2 separate regions of the Mus musculus genome follow, and region 2 is linked to region 1. Evidence: chromatin contacts called from public HiChIP or PLAC-seq data. All regions are on one chromosome and are shown on one strand. Each heading gives the region's core, a stretch centred on a gene start, on an enhancer-like site or on the middle of the called end of the contact. The rest is flanking DNA. Distances are from core to core; before and after follow the strand shown. Region 1 has its middle 25 kb from the start of 1700096K18Rik. Region 2 holds the start of Cct8l1 (chaperonin containing TCP1, subunit 8 (theta)-like 1).

What was found. HiChIP or PLAC-seq counts read pairs in DNA pulled down with a chosen protein or histone mark.
Region 2: an H3K27ac HiChIP or PLAC-seq map of embryonic stem cells shows a contact between it and region 1, with 17 read pairs. The contact joins the promoter of Cct8l1 here to the enhancer-like site in region 1. A contact is called at or near these places in 1 of 39 promoter capture datasets (macrophages), 2 of 484 Hi-C or Micro-C datasets (brown adipocytes and embryonic stem cells), 11 of 115 datasets of contacts at active chromatin or transcription factors (bone marrow-derived macrophages, embryonic stem cells and neural tube) and 4 of 9 other capture datasets (adipose tissue, embryonic stem cells, liver and 1 more).

Annotation. Positions count from the first base shown.
Region 1 is chr5:25,552,521-25,557,120 of GRCm38.p6, forward strand. No RefSeq gene overlaps it. Among named protein-coding and RNA genes, the nearest start is that of 1700096K18Rik, 25 kb to the left of the region's middle. Within about 2 kb of position 1,936, at least 12 of the 459 cell types and tissues checked have an H3K27ac peak or open chromatin away from gene starts, as enhancers often do. A contact at or near this core is called in embryonic stem cells, where this site is marked.
Region 2 is chr5:25,514,012-25,518,756 of GRCm38.p6, forward strand. It overlaps Cct8l1 (chaperonin containing TCP1, subunit 8 (theta)-like 1), which reads left to right and starts at 2,056. Exons shown (of 1, transcript NM_198621.2): 1 at 2,056-4,016. The coding sequence starts at 2,278. The coding sequence ends at 3,966.

The DNA.
Region 1 (4,600 bases), core at 686-3,185:
AGCTCAAAAGCACTCTGCTTCCTGTATCCATTTTCCCTTTCCTCCCTGCCTTCCTACTGCTCATGTCTAATCCCCTTTTAAAATGGATTTTGTAGCTGGTCAGGCAAAACTGAAAATATTATAGATACTTGAGCCTATTACAATGATTACCCAAACAAATGGGAATTCCCCCATAATCTCATGATGCTGGGGGAAGGAAAGGATGCCAGTGGTGTGTGTTTGCGTATGTGTGTGTGTGTGTGTGTGTGTGAGTGTGTGTGATATGAGTGTGTGTGAGTGTGTATGAGTGTGTATATGTGTGTGAGTGTATGTGTGTATGAGTATGTGTGTGAGTATGTGCTTGTGAGTGTATGTGTGTGAGTGTGTGTGAGTGTATGTGAGTGTGTATGTGTGAATGTGTGTATGTGTGTGAGTGTGTGTGAGTGTATGAGTGTGTGTGAGTGTGTGTGTGAATATGAGTGTGTATGAGTGTGTAAGTGTGTGTGTGTATGTGTGAGAGAGAGAGAGAGAGAGAGAGAGAGTGTGTGTGTGTGTGTGTGTGTGTGTGTGTGTGTGTGTAGGGGGCACTTGTCTCCTTAAAAGAGATTTCATACAGACCTAACAACCATCTCACAGGATGAGGCTGGACCCAGATACAATGATAAGCAAGACTAGTCCCCATAAACACATATGTTTGAATATCTGGTCCCTAGTTAGTAGAACTATTTGGGAAAGATGAAAAGGTGTGGCCTCGTTGGAGGAGGTGTGTTGTTGGGGGTGGGCTTTGAGGTTTCAAAAGCCCATGGTATTCCCCGTTCTCTCTCTGTCTCTGCCTCCTGCTTGTGGATCAAACGCAAGCTCTCAGTAACTGCTCTAGCACCTTGCTGTCTCTTTGCCACCTTGCTTTCCTGTCATGATGGTCATGACTCTGGAAACAGAAGACCCAAAGTAAATGAATTAAAATAAATTGCCTTGGTCATGGTGTCTCTTCAAGACAAATAGAAAATAACTAAGAAGATAACTGTAGTCAGTGGCGGGCAGGACTAAGCCCTGGCCAGGATTTCTTAAACGTGCATATTGATCTAATTTCAGGGTCAAAGAAGAAAGGGACTTTGCTAGATCTTTTTGCTCCTCTTCCCAAGGTAATAACAAAGAATAGATTTCCTTTTCTGTTTTCTCTATCTATCTATCTGTCTGTCTGTCTGTCTATCTATCTATCTATCTATCTATCTATCTATCGTTTCATTTTGTTTTCGAGACTATGGTGGTTTGAATGAAAATGATCCCCATAGGACTATACAGATTGGTACTATGCCTTGTTGAAGGAAGTGTGGCCTTGTTGGAGGAAGTGTGTCACTATAGGTGAGTTTTGAGATCTCAGACATTCAAGCCAGGCCTAGTTGGCTCATTCTCTCTCTCTCTTGTACCTGTTGATTCAGATGTAGAACTCTTGGCTCCTTCTCCAGCACCATGTTTGCCTGTGTACCATCATGCTTCTTGCCATTATGATAATGGACTAATCTTGTGAACTTGTAAGACAGCTCTAATTAAATGCTATCCTTATGAGAGTTGCCTTGGTCATGGTGTCTCTTTACAGCACTATAAACCTAAACTAAGAGAGTCTCACTGTGTAGCCTGGGCTACATTGGTACTCACTATGTAGACCAGGCTGGCCCTGAATTCACAGAGATCTGCCTGACTCTACTTTCTGAGAGTCGGAATTAAAGGTGTGTGGCACCACACCTGCTTGCTCTCTGTTAGATCCTGCTATTTAATCAGCCTGATCTGGGGAGCCCAACCTCTACAGTTTCTACCTGAGGAATGTCACAAACTGTCACTTGGCAAAATTAAAGATTCAGCTTCCTCTCTCCAGGTAAGATCTTGGAACTCCTGGAGTGCCTCTCTATGCAAATGAGGCATTCCCAGTACCTTAAGCTCCAGCCAATGATTTATGTTTACCCTGAAAACCCCTTCCCACTCTCCAAGGTTCACATATAGCCCTTGTTTAGCCCAAATAAAGTGTGTGTGTGCACAGGCTGTTTGTTTCCACTGAATATCATGTAAGAGAGCATTTTCATTGAACACCACTATAAAAGCTTTAACACTGAAATCCCCAGAGAAGGCCTTCTCCTCCATCTCTTCTGTTAGAAAAAAATCTATCCAGAGAATCACTCTCCAAAGATTTCCAGACAGCTAGACTCCTGTTACAAAAATTTCTTAAAAGGATCTGCTCTGCTATCTCTCTCTCCTAGCTCATCCCATGTTGACCAACTCAGTCATTCATTCTTGACCATCCCACAGATCAGCATTCCATGACCTTAGCCCTTTGACTCTTTGGAAGAAACAGCAAACACATTGTTTTTTTAATTTTGCAAAAGAACTCAGAGATTAGTCTGCCTTTGTTAAGCATAGACAATTAGCTGGGTGGAACCAGGCCCTGAAATTACCATTCCTACCTAGTCTGGGCCTGAACCTAAACTCCCTCTGTCTCAGGCTGACCTTGAACTCAAGAATCGACCTGCCTGTAGGCATAAACAAAAAACTTAGCTGGGGATCTAGGCTTTTGACAACCACTCCCCAAATCTCTTTATCTTGATCCTTACTATCTTTCTGACACACTGGCTTATAGTGCAGCTGCCTCTGTTCTTTTAGATCTGCGAAGCTGTTTATACAATTCATGTTGCATCCTGAACTCACCAGGCTGGCCTTGAACTCAGCAATCTGCCTGCCTCTGCCTCCCAAGTGCTGGGATTAAAGGCGTGCGCCACCACCCCCGGCTTACGTTGCATCCTTATATTTTGCATAGTTGAGAATTACATATTTTTGATTTCATATTTTCAGAGTTCTTTCCTACAACCTGAGGACTGTTCTAAAGGTCTCAGTATTTGCCATTTTGCTGAGACACAGACACACACACACCCTTGCCTCCCAGACTCATGCTGCTTCTAATTATCAAGGTGTCATTAACCTTGGTGATGAGAATATTCCCCAAAGGAGGAACATGAAGTAAAAAAAATAAAAAAATAAAAAATTATACAACCAAGCCTCATGCCCACAGCAACCATTGTGAGGCTCATACCCTGCTGGTTCTTTTCAGGGGCTAGAACCATGTCACAATGTCCCTGCCATGGCCAAGGAGGGCTCAAAATTTTCTGAGAGCACAAAGAAGTCATGGTCCAGAAATAGACTTTGTGTAGGCAGCTGGACTTGGTGATGTGTACGAATTACCCAGGTGCTACTGGTTTTGAAGGCATGAAAGGATCACGGAGAGCAGCTGAGGCTTGGCACTGGGACAGGCTAGGAAATGACATTGGTGAAAGTGCAGCCTCAGTTGCAATAAAAGGCCCAGGACTCAAGGGGTCAGGCAAAGAAGTTGAGGCTTGGCACCATGGAGACAGCATATGAAAGGCTTTTGGTGAAAGTGGAGCTCAGTTGCAGCTGAAGACTCCAGCATATTCGGGACGCTGGTACCATGAGATGACCGCTAAGAATTGAAGCAACAGTGGAATGGAGTCAGCCAGAGCCTAGAGTGCTACAGAGGGCAGAGCTGGAGAAGTGACCCAAGACCTTTGGGGGAGCACAGAAGATCATGTGTGGATCCTAGACACTGGAACAAGAACCTGTGAAGTTAAGTTGCCTTGGAGACCCTGAGATATTAGAGATGCCAGCGTCGTGGGATACCTGCTGAGGAAAGCTACTAACACGGAGTAGAAACAACAAATGTGAAAGGAGATGCTATCCAGACAGAGATGCCGCGTTTGGAGGTTGTCTGGCTGGGTTTGGTCCTGCTTAGGTCCAGTATTTTCTCACCATGATATTTTGGTAGTATATATTCCGTTATGTTTGAAATATGTGATATGCTTTTTTATTTTGATTTTATAGGCATTACAGTTAAGAGACTGCATGAATCTAAGAAGAGACTTTGAACTTTTATTTTTTTCCCTTTTTTAAAAATTGGGTATCTTCTTTGTTTACATTTCAAATGTTATCCCCTCTCCCGGTCCCCTCCCCCTCCCGGAAACCCCCTATCCCATGCCTCCTCTATCTACCGGCTTCTATGAGGGTGTTCCTCCACCCACCCACTCCCCCTTCCTGCCCTTGCATTCCTTACACTGGAGCATGGAGCCTGCACAGGACCAAGGGCCTCTTCTCCCACTGATGCCCGACAAGGCCATCCTCTGCCACATATGTGGCTGGGGCCCTCTGTGTGTACTCTTCGGTTGGTGGTTTAGTCTCTGGGAACTCTGGGGGGTCTGGATGGTTTATATTGTTGTTCTTCCTATGGGGCTGCAAACTCCTTCAGCCCCTTCAGTCCTTTCTCTAACTCCTCCATTGGGAGGAGTTACAGAGACAAAGTTCAGAGCAGAGACTGAAGGAACAACCATCCAGAGACTGTCCCACCTGGGGATCCATCCCATAAACAACCACCAAAACCAGACACTATTGCAGATGCCAACAAGATTTTGCTGACAGGAGCCTGATATAGCTGTCTCCTGAGAGGCTCTGCTAGTGCCTGGCAAATACAGAAGTGGATGCTCACAGTCATCCATTGGCTGGAGCACAGGATCCCCAATGGAGGAGCCAGAGAAAGTAACCAAGGAGCTGAAGGGGTCTGAAACCC
Region 2 (4,745 bases), core at 806-3,305, 38 kb before region 1:
TTGTAGGATCTCCATGACACAGGACAGCAAGAGAATATTCTAGAGGAATCCCAGTGACAATCCAGTACTGACAGTGTAGCAGAAGCCAGAGGCCTTGAACCAGACAAATGACTTACTGCAATGAACATTTGCAAGTAAAGATGCATGGACAAAGGGCTATACTATGTGACAGACTACAACACACTACAACTTCCATGATTGTTTGTTTGTTTGTTTGTTTTTCTTTTGCAGATCAGGTAGCAAGGGCTGAGGATGGAGTTGCAGGGACAGGGAGATGAGTGGGATTGGAAATGTCTGATGTGAAATTCATATTTTGTGGATTTCTTTTGTGTTTTTTATGTGGTGGCAGTGGTGGCACTCACCTTTAATCCCAGCACTCCATTGGCACAGACAGGTGGATCTCTGTGAGTTCGAGGCCAGCCCGGTCTACAGATTAAATTCCAGAACAGCTAGCCAGGGTTATACAGAGAAACTCTGTCTCAAAAACATAATTAAAATTTTTTTAGGGCTGGAGAGATGGCTCAGTGGTTAAGAACACTGACTGCTCTTCTGAAGGTCCTGAGTTCAAATCCCAGCAACCACATGGTGGCTCACAACCATCCATAAGGAGATCTGATTCCCTCTTCTGGTGTCTGAAGACTGCTACAGTGTACTTAGATATAATAATAAATAAATCTTTTAAAAAAATTTAAGCTCTCTCTACACCCAGCTATAAAAAGTTTTTTAAAAGATGTGGGCCACCATCCTCAGCTTCTTTAAAAGTGGTTTGTTTGTACCAGGCGTGGTGGCGCACGCCTTTAATCCCAGCACTCCGGAGGCAGAGGCAGGCAGATTTCTGAGTTCAAGGCCAGCCTGGTCTACAGAGTGAGTTCCAGGACGGCCAGGGCTATACAGAGAAACCCTCCTCCCAAAAAATTGTTTGTTTGTTTGTTTGTTTGTAATCGTGAGTATTGAAGTGTGGGTATATGCAAAAGAGCACAGGTGCTTACGGAAGCCGGAGGTGTCCTGGAGCTTGAGCTATCAGTAGTTGTAAGCTGCCAGTGTGAAGACTAGGGTTGGATTTAGCGTTTTCTGTGTTTTGTTTTGTAAGATAGAGCCTTGCTGTGTAGCCCCGGCGGACTGGAACCTAAGACAATCTTTGAGCATTTTCCCGCCAGGGCAGGGAATAGAGGTGTGCACTTCATTCTGCCATGCTGTTTTGTTTGCTGTTTTATTTTGTTTTGTTGGTGGGGACAGGGTCTCACTGCCAGCTCTGGCTAGCCTGGAACTCCTATGCAGCTATCAGGCTGCCCCTAGACTTGTGGCAATTCTCTTGTCCTTGCCTCTGGGGACTGAATTTAGGTCTGTCAGGCTTGGTCTGTGTTTGGGGAGTATTTTGTTGGTCTTTCTGTTTCCTTTGCCTTTTGGGATGGACATTCTCAGTCTATAGCCCAGGCTGGCATGGAGTTTGTGATGGTCCCACAGTCTCCAGGGACTGGGATCACAAGGATAAACCACACAGCCAATTGTGTCTTGTTTTATTGTTAGTTCTGGACTTTCTTTGTTTTGGGTTTTGGTTTGATTTTTGATTTTTCAAGACAGGATTTCTCTGTGTGACAGCCCTGGCTATAGATCAGGCTGTCCTTGAACTCACAGAAATCTGCCAGCCTCTGTCTCCTAAATGCTGGGATTAAAGGCAAGTGCCACCACCACCCAGTACACCACCCAAATCACCAAACACCATGGCATTTCTGGTACTATAGCTCTATAATACAATTTGAGTTGGGGCATGGTGATAACCTCCAGCAGGTTACTTCTGTTTTGTTTGTTTGTTTGTTTTTGTTTTTGCTTTTGTTCTTTTGGTGCTACATAGGACACTCCCAACGTCAGTTCCCTCAAAACACCAAAGACAGTCTTCGTTGGGAACTAGAAGTGTTTCTGAATTTTCAACAGTAAAGTTATTTTGGTTTGTTGGGTTTCATTCCTGCTATCAGGGTCCCTCTGTGACTTCATTCCCTATCTCTGGTTCCATTTGTTACTTTGTGACTTCATCAGAGGGACAGTTTAGCTCCTGTGGGTCAAGTCCCAGGGGCCTCGCTTGTTCAGACTCAGTTTTGGAGATGGGTCTGGAACTGAACTCTCTGCGCTTCATCCTTGGGCGCAAAGTGGAGGCCCACTTCCGGTTGGCTTCTGCAGGTAGCAAGTGATGTGCATTTGACTTCTGGAGCAGCATCAAAGACAGATGCCAAGGTGTGCCTACTGCCATTTCCAGAGTGCTTCTAACGGTTAGTCTAACCCATGGCGGTCTCCCCACCCTCCCGGGCCACACAAACCAAAGTTCAATCAGACCTAGAACTTCCCCAGCGGCTGAAGCCAGGCCTAGAGAAAACCCCTGAATCTCAAGGAGAAGAGCCATCATACATACTGAGGGCCACAGCTGCAGCTCAGACCCTAGCCAGTATCATCCGGTCTTGTTATGGTCCCTTTGGCCGGCAGAAGTTTCTGGTGACTGCCAAGGGAGAAACAGTTTGTACAGGTCATGCCGCTGCCATCCTCAAGGCTCTGGACCTGGAGCACCCAGCTGCCCAGTTTGTTCAAGAATTAGCCCAAACCCAGGTAGAGAACGCTGGGGATGGCACGGTCTTTGTTGTTCTACTGACAGAAGCCTTGCTGGAGCAGGCCCATTACCTTCTGTGGGCTGGCCTAACTCCAACCCAGCTCCGGGAGGCCTTTGCCACAGCCACAGCAGAAGTTCTGACCGCTCTGCCTTCCCTGGCCATCCGCTCTCTAGGGCCTTTGGAAGATCCTTCCTGGGCCCTCTATTCTGTGATAAGTACTCACACCCTGTCCAACTCAGATTATTTAACCAAGCTTGTAGCTCAAGCGTGCTGGGTTAGCAGGGAGCCAAATGGCAGCTTCAAGCCTGAGAGTATTGTCGTGTGCGTACTTCAGGGTGGGAAACTGACTGATTCCCGAATTTTTCCTGGAGTAGCAATAGCGGGGAAGCTGTGTGGACAAAAGACTGAGGTCCTTGGTGATGCTAGGGTGGCCCTGTTCAATTGCCCCTTTGGTCCTACAAATCCATTTACACTGGCCACACCACGTCTCTCCAACCCGGAAGAACTACTAAGATTTCGGAAACAAACTGAACAAGTGGAAAAGGAAATAGCCCAACTAGCCATTATGGACATTAACGTGGCAGTGGTCTTGGGGGAAGTTAATGAGAAATCGGTGGACCAGGCTAACTACTGTGGCATCATGGTGATTCAAGCCAAGTCCCGAAAGGAGATTGTCTACCTGAGTGAGAAGCTGGGCACTCCTCTGCTCGGCCGGGTCCTTCCTCCCCTGGAGCCAGGGAAGTGCCACAAGGTTTACAGGAAGGAATTTGGAGATACTGCGGTGGTAATGTTTGAATGGGAACATGAGATTGCACCTTTTCTCTCAGTGGTCCTTAGGGGACCCACCATCCAGGGACTTCGGGTTGCAGAGCAGGCTGTCTACTATGGCATTGATGCATTTTCTCAGCTGTGTCAAGATCCCAGACTACTGCCAGGAGCAGGTGCCACAGAGATGGCTCTGGCAAAAATGCTGGTAGACAAAGGAAGCCGACTGTCTGGCCCCAACGGTCTGGCCTTCCAAGCATTTGCTCAAGCCCTGAGTTCTCTGCCTAAAACCCTGGCAGAGAATGCAGGCTTAGCTGCCCAAAGCGTGATGGCAGAATTGAGTGGATTTCACCAAGCTGGGAACTTCTTCGTTGGAGTGGGAACAGACGGCTTAGTAAATGTGACTCATGAAGGTATATGGGACATACTGAGGACCAAAGCCCAAGGGTTACAAGCAGTTGCTGAGCTGGTGCAGCAGCTGGTGACTGTGGACCAAATTATAGTGGCCAGAAAGACTCCTTTGTACAGACAGATCACAGACCCCACCTTGAATGCAAAGGTATCCTCACCCCTGAGAGCAAAATTCTTTGGAAAATATGTATAGCGGCACACTAAATAAAGAATGGTCAGGATTGCAAAGTGACCTCCAAAATACAGATGTTTTCCTTTTCTGTCCCTCATGTCTGGGGCTTCTAAAGCCCCTTCTTTCCTTCCTTCCTTCCTTCCTTCCTTCCTTCCTTCCTTCCTTTGGGTTTTGTTTTTGTTTTTGGGTTTTGGATTGATTTGGGGAATTTGGTTTGTTGTTGTTTTATTTTGTTTGATGATAATAGCCCTGGCTATTCTGAAACTGGCTTTGTAGACCAGGTTGGCCTAGAACTCTCAGATCTGCCTGCCTCTGCCTCCTAGAATGCTGGGATTAAAGGTGTGCACTACTACACCTTCTAAAAGGTGTGTGTGTGTGTGTGTGTCTGTCTGTCTGTCTGTCTGTCTGTCTGTCTGTGTCTGTCTGTGTCTATGTGTGTCTGTGTGTGTGTGTTGCTGTGTGGGTATGGGTGAGTGCATGTGTGTGCAGGAGGGACTCACTGGGGTCAGAAGAACGTGTTCTATCCCCTGGAGCTGGAGTTGCAGTTAGTTGTGAAGGGCATGTGAGTGCTGGGAATGGGACCCAGGTCGTCTGGAAGAGCAGCCGTGCTCTTAACCACAGAGCTGTCTCTCGATCTCAGCACATGAAGTCAGGCTGCAGAACAACAAAGATGAAGATCTGTACTTCCAGCAACTGGGAGATGAGTAGAGAAGTCAGAGCAGTTCGGTGTGAGACTCAGCTACATAGTCAGTTTGGGCTATGTAAATAAGATCTGTTTCAAACACGAAACAAAATAACCT